Linked DNA regions of Mus musculus: region 2 is linked to region 1. A link is a contact called in public promoter capture Hi-C data. All regions are on one chromosome and are shown on one strand. The core of a region is the stretch at or near the end of the contact, and the rest is flanking DNA. Distances in the headings are between cores, read along the strand shown. Region 1 holds the start of Vsir (V-set immunoregulatory receptor). Region 2 overlaps Sgpl1 (sphingosine phosphate lyase 1).

Region 1 (3,026 bases), core at 166-2,665:
CCCATCCCTGCCACAGGCTCTCTCCTGTGGTGAGGAAAGGCAGGCCAGGGCTTCAGTCTTCTGTCTATAGGGTGTGGGTGCCTTCTTTCTTATCAGAAGTCCAGGCCAGCCTCCCAGTATTGATAAAGAGTTAGTTCCCTGTCTCTCCTCCCTTTCAACCCCTTAACCCCTCTTCCTTCTTTTCTGATGCAGCTATTGGCTCCCTCTGCGGAGCTGAGCATTCCATCTCTGTCCTGACAATGGTGACTCCCTCTGGACCCTTCCTCTCCCCTGCCTTGCAGAAGCCACCCGTGCCCTGGGTTCTGAGCAGGGAAGTATCAGGCAGGCCATCTCAGGGGACCCACCTGTCTACTGTTTGGGCAACTATCAGGGTATCCTCCCCTTTTTCTTTGAGATCTTCACCGAATAAACAAAGATTGGGCTCTAGGGAGCCCCTGTGTCCCGGAACAATGTACAGATTGTGAGTCTGGACTTTGGAAGTGACATCTCCCTGTGTGGGGCTTCTGTGTCCCTGCCGAGGAGTTATCCAAGCTGGTTGCTGGGCTCAGGGGAGTGTCCCTCGTGTCTTTCTTACTCATCCAAATCAACTCCTCAGCTGTAATAAGGTTAAATGACAGAAGCCCACTGATCACTCAAACGGGTCCTTAGACTTTCAGTACAGAGCAGGTGACAAGCATGCTCAGATTCGGGAGTGTCCATCAAGACTCACACACAAGTGTCAAGGGGGATAGAATACCAGGGTCACAGCACCACACCCCCTAAGTCCTCTTAGACTCTGTTGCCAGAAGTCAGGGAGATGCCCCAGGTGTCAAAATGCACTCAGCAACCGCCATAGGACGGGGTGATTCTCCTCCGGCCCATCTCCTGCCTTGCAGAAGTTCTTCATGGCCCCTGCTCTGGACTCTCGGGTCAGGGAAGTGTCTGGCAGGCAGTCCCCAAGGGACACCCGTGCCTGCTGTTTTGGCAGCTGTTAGCAATTAAAGATGTGCCTGATGAAGGATGGAGACACCACTGCACCCTGCTGGGCTGTCCCAGCGGAGCAGCGGTAAGGTGAAGGTTACCGCAGGCTGAGGGGATTCAGGGCACTCCCATCCTGCCCCCTACACTACCGGGCTGTACTCCCTAGAGCTCTCGCTAGCACCCCACCGCCTGTTGATCTTACCTCTGGATGCAGCCAGGAAAATAGCAAGGAGCAGGGTTCCCCAGCGCGGGCTGCTGGCCTCTGGGACCGCGGGGACACCCATGTCGCCGTCGAGCCGGGCAAGAGCAGAAAGAGACTGCTGGAGTGCGCTTGGAGCAAGCGGGACTCCAGGAGCCCAGGGAGCCGGCTGTACACGCCGCTCGCTCGCTAGAGTGAATGCTGAGCCCAAGGCGAGGCAGGCGGCCGAGCAAGCTCCCCGCCCAGCAGCGCCCCCGAGGGGCGGCGGGCGGTACGGCGTCTCCAGAGCCCAGGGATGGGGGTGGGGAAGGGCTGGAGTTGCTGATAGAAGTGGCAAGTGTCCAACCAGCCACTTCCCCCTGTAAGTCCCGGTGCTTTTTAGAGATCGTGAGGGCCGTGCATACTAAAGTGTGGACCCTAGTCTAACCCAGCTTGCCTTGCGGTTCTCCTAGTCTGGAGGCAGGACTTTGGCTCCCTGTTCTCCAGCAGCCCAGGGTAGATGGGTGGGCGGGTAGGTGGATAAGTAAGGGAAATCTACGATGACTTTAGCAAGTGGGAGGGAGTTTGGCTCATTCTGCGCTTGTGTGCCCTGCAGCTGATACACCTGGTACAGTTATGTCCACCGGCTAACACACCTGAAACACGCGCAGGGCATGCACAAGCCCAGAACTTCCCAACCTCAGGACACGCTCCTGCATCTGTTGGTGTGCCCCATGGAACCTTCTCAGCCTCTTTCCCCCAGGGCTTTATCTATGGCTGGGCTGTTATTCATAGGCTCCCTTGATTCTGTCTTGCTGGTAGTTTGTTTTCAACATACTTGTGTGGAGTTTTGTTTCTGTGGGGTTTGTATTGTTTTGTTTGGGCGGAGTTTTGTTTGTGGTTTTTGAGGGGTTAGCTTTCTGAGACAGGATGCTGCCTTGTAGCTCAGGCTGCCCTCAAGACTCTTCTACCTCGCCTAATGCATGCTGGGATTGCAGGGATGCACCACCATGGCCCCTCTACAAACTCACTCCCATGCTGTCCTCCGGGCCCTCATAGGTATCTACACTCATCCTTGTACTTGCGATCACTTAGAGCTTGCTCCACTCTGTTCTTTCCTGGCCTGACCTTGGAGCCCCCTCCCCAACCCCTCCTGTCAGTGCTTCCTTCAGCCACAAGACCAGATCTGAGCTAGGAACCAGTAAATTCCTTACCTGAGTTCCCCTGCCCTACTGAGTTTTGAGGACCATGGCCTCCCACCGGTGTGTGTGTGTGTGTGTGTGTGTGTGTGTGTTTTGTATATATATATATATATATATATATATATATATATATATATATATATATACACATGAGAACACCAATGAGAACACCAGAAGATATATGTGTGTGTATACACACATTGTGTGTGTACTCATGTGTGTACACGTGTACATGTGTGTATGCATGAGAACCCTAGATTTTATAGATATAGATATAGTGTGTGTATGCTCATGTGTTTACGTGTGTACATTTATCTATGCATGAGAACATATATATATATGTTTACATATATACATATGTGTGTATACTGTGTGTGTGCTCATGTGTGTACATGTGTGTGTGTGTGTGTGTGTGTGTGTGTGTGTGTTTATGTGTGTTCCATCATCTCAGACTAGCCTTGACCTTCCTGTGTAACGGGAATAGTCTTGAACCTCTAATTCTTCTACCTCTGCCTACTGAGTGCTGGGATTATAGTGGATACCACCATACCCAGCTTCCCCAGTGTTGAGTCAGACATGGGGACTCAGACATTCTAGGCAAGTACTCTGCCAGCTGAGGGGTACCCCCTCCCCAGTGATTCTCTTCTTCACTCTGTTTCAGTGCTGGGCATTGATCCAGGGCCTCA
Region 2 (3,278 bases), core at 144-2,643, 790 kb before region 1:
TAAAGGTAGTTATTCCTCTCACTTTAGATTTACTATTGTTGATTTTCAGAATTTTAAGTGGAAACATATATTATTTTGTGAGTAGCCTATTTGTTCAGTGTTTTGTATCTTAATGTTTTCTTGTTACTGTATATTATTACAGTGTATAACTAATGCAGTTTATTCAGTTTATAGTTGATAAACATTTATGTCTCTTGTGTTTGGGTGGAATGAATGACATTGTTACTTTTTTTTGTTTGTTTGTTTGTTTTTGAGACAGGGTCTCTCTGTATAGCCCTGGCTGTCCTGGAACTCACTTTGTAGACCAGGCTGGCCTCAATCTGCCTGCCTCTGTCTCCCAAGTGCTGGGATTAAAGGCATGCATTGTTACAATCTTGAACTTGTCTCTTTGTAAGCATCAAACTTTGTCAAAATATATAGTACCAAATTTGTATATTAAATTTAAACAAATTTACACTTACATAGTGTTTCCTTTGTTTCTCTTTTGTTTTTAATGTCTATGCTTCTTTTTCTTTTTCATGTAGTTAAGGCTAGCCTCAAGCTTCATTCATACTTAGGACTGGCTTTGAACTCCATATTGTCCTTTCTTTTCTTTCTTTTTCACAAGTGCTGGAGTTACAGGCATGTATCACTCTCCCCTAACTTTTTTTGTAGTTTTGAGACAGAGCCTTCCTTACACTGCAGCACTAGATGACCTTAAACTCACACCCTGAGTGCTGGGGTTGCACATGGATATCACTGCCTGCTGCTTAATTCATTTTTGTTTTCTGAGGTTTTGTCACCTCTGTTTGTAGCTGAGGATGACCTTAACTTCCATTCTTCCTGTTCCCACCTCCAGAGGACTGAGATTACAGGCATGCCTCAACCACACCCAATTTATGTGGTGCTGAGAATTGAACCCAAAGCCTCAGGAATAGGTAGCCATTCTATCAGCTGAGCTACATCCTCAACCTTTAATTTCTTTCTCTTTACTTCTGAGGTAGAGTATCGCTGTGAATCTAAGGTTTCTTTGAATTCCTTGTATTTGCAACCAGAGTGACTATTCACTGGACATTCTTTTTTAAAGCATGTAAAGTCATTGTTTTATTTGACAGGTAGGTCTAAAAGTAGAACAGATCAATTGATCATTGAGTTTCAGTCTTAATGGCTCCTAGGTTTAAAAGCATTAGAAGCAAAAAATTGTTTTCAAATTCTAATGGAGGAATCTAGGGCAAAGATGCCATGGAAGAGCTGGTCTTTATTTAGTATTTTGTTGTTGTTTTTTTGTTAAGAGTAGAAGAAAACCTGTGATTATTTTGCTCAGTCCTTTTTAAAAGTGTTTTTACACACTTTCCCAGAATCTGTTTGGCTGTCAGAAACATACAGGTTTATGATCTGCAAGCACAGTAGCTAGCTGATTTAGTTCTATTTGCTGGTAGGTCAAAGGGCACTTGCAGCTTTCTGATTGATTTATTTGATACTGAAGGTTAAAAATTGTTGCAATGTATTTCTTACCAAACCAGGACATATGTTTATTAAAGTATATTCTATTTTCACCCTCTGTAAGAAAAATATAATGTTAAGCATAGAAATTAAGCTACTTAAGGTCTTTCCCAGCTCCTAACCTTTTTCATGATCTCTGCAAAGGCTGTTTTATGTTGCTGTTTTTGAAGAAGAAAAAATTAACAGCAGATAATTCATTTGTCAAACATTAAGTAAGTGTTGATTATCAGTAGTGATTCATTATGAATTTATTTTATTTTATTTTTGTTTTTGACACAGGATCTTAACTCAGTAGTTGTGGCTGGAACTCCCTCTGCAGCCCCAACTGGTCTGGAACTCAAAAACATTCCTGTTTTAGCTTCCCAAGAGCTGGTATTATAGGTGTAAAGCACCATGCCCAGCTTCTACAGTGACTAAAGTGTGTGTGTGTATGTGTGTGAAAACAATGTTGTGGAGTCTGGTTTCTCCTTATAGCTTTATGTGGATTCTAGGGATTGAACCCAGATCACCAAGTTGTCTTGGCAAATAAATGCCTTTCTCTACCTGCTGAGCCATCTTGCTGGCCTTTAATTTTATCTTTTTCCTTTTAATAGTATTTAATGTTCACAGAAACCCTGTGCAAAGGCAGTAGCTTTTTTTTTTTTTTTTTTTTGGTTTCTTGGTTTCTTGGTTACAGGGTTTCTCTGTATAACCCTGGCTGTCCTGGAACTCACTCTGTAGACCAGGCTGTCCTGGAACTCAGAAATCTGCCTGCCTCTGCATGCCTGGCCTTTTATTTTTCTTTTAAAAAATTTTTATGGTGACTCACCTGATAAATAAACAAACACACAAATAATAATTTATTTTGTTTTTATTTAAAGGGGGATGATTTTGGTATATAACTCCAGCTGGCCTGTAACTTGCTATGTAGACCAGGCTGGCCTCAAAACTCACAGAGATCTACCTGCTTCTGCCTCCTGAGTGCTGGATTAAAAGTGTGTGCTGTCACACCCGGCTCACTAAATGGATTTTTAAATCAGAAAAGTACCCTTGCCAGAAATTTACCTGTTCTTTGAGTCTATTTATCCAGAATGGGAGTAGGGGAGGAGATTTTCCAGTTTGTATTTTATTTTAATGTATTTTTTTTCTTAGCTGTGTGCTTTAGTAAAAAAAGGTGAAAGCATGATTCACATCCAAATACTAAAATGAACATACTAAAAACGTTTGGCCATAATAGGGAAACTTGTCACTTATAATTAATTTAAAAGAGAAATCCAAAAATTATATACATTTCTATAGCAGAGATATTGAAAATGAGCCAGCCCAGTGTAGTAGCACGCACCTGTAATCCCAGCAATTGGGAGGTTGATGGAACAGGATTTCTGTGAGTTTGAGCCCAGCCTGGACTTCATATTAAGTAACAGGTCAGTCAAGAAACACATAATCGTAAGTCTGTCTCAAAACAAAGGAAAACAAAAAAACTAAGAAAAGAAAATGTGCAAGTGGAGGTGAGACTAGTTTCTGCAAGTGGGGATAAAAGTTAGAACTTTTATTGAACCTTGATGAACTTTGTTGTTTGTGTATGAAAATTTGTTTGCCTGTCTATCAATTATCTACAGGTTAGAGAGCTGTAATGTTACCATAAGGTCAGAAGCTGTAACCCAGAAGGTGACCTAGATAATACTGGCTTTCCATTGGAAGCAAACATTTCCCTGTTTGCTTTTCACAGATTATTAAAATACTCGAAATCCTGTGAGATGTTACTTTTAGACTGACTTCTCTCACTGCTTATTTCCATTTTAAGATTGGATGGTAGA

Evidence for each region. Promoter capture Hi-C pulls out the DNA fragments that hold promoters and counts their contacts.
Region 2: a promoter capture Hi-C map of liver shows a contact between it and region 1, with 3 times the contacts expected there. The contact joins the enhancer-like site here to the promoter of Vsir in region 1. A contact is called at or near these places in 12 of 39 promoter capture datasets (the C10 cell line, embryonic stem cells, erythroid cells and 7 more), 2 of 484 Hi-C or Micro-C datasets (B cells and embryonic stem cells), 8 of 115 datasets of contacts at active chromatin or transcription factors (the SCID.adh cell line, astrocytes, bone marrow-derived macrophages and 5 more) and 3 of 9 other capture datasets (adipose tissue, embryonic stem cells and liver).

What each region holds. Positions count from the first base shown.
Region 1 is chr10:60,345,240-60,348,265 of GRCm38.p6, reverse strand. It overlaps Vsir (V-set immunoregulatory receptor), which reads right to left and starts at 1,415. Exons shown (of 7, transcript NM_028732.4): 1 at 1,163-1,415. The coding sequence starts at 1,244. The region is part of intron 39 of Cdh23 (cadherin 23 (otocadherin)); the gene reads left to right.
Region 2 is chr10:61,137,601-61,140,878 of GRCm38.p6, reverse strand. All of the region lies in intron 2 of Sgpl1 (sphingosine phosphate lyase 1), which reads left to right. Among named protein-coding and RNA genes, the nearest start is that of Sgpl1, 8.4 kb to the left of the region's middle. Within about 2 kb of position 1,393, at least 2 of the 459 cell types and tissues checked have an H3K27ac peak or open chromatin away from gene starts, as enhancers often do. A contact at or near this core is called in liver, where this site is marked.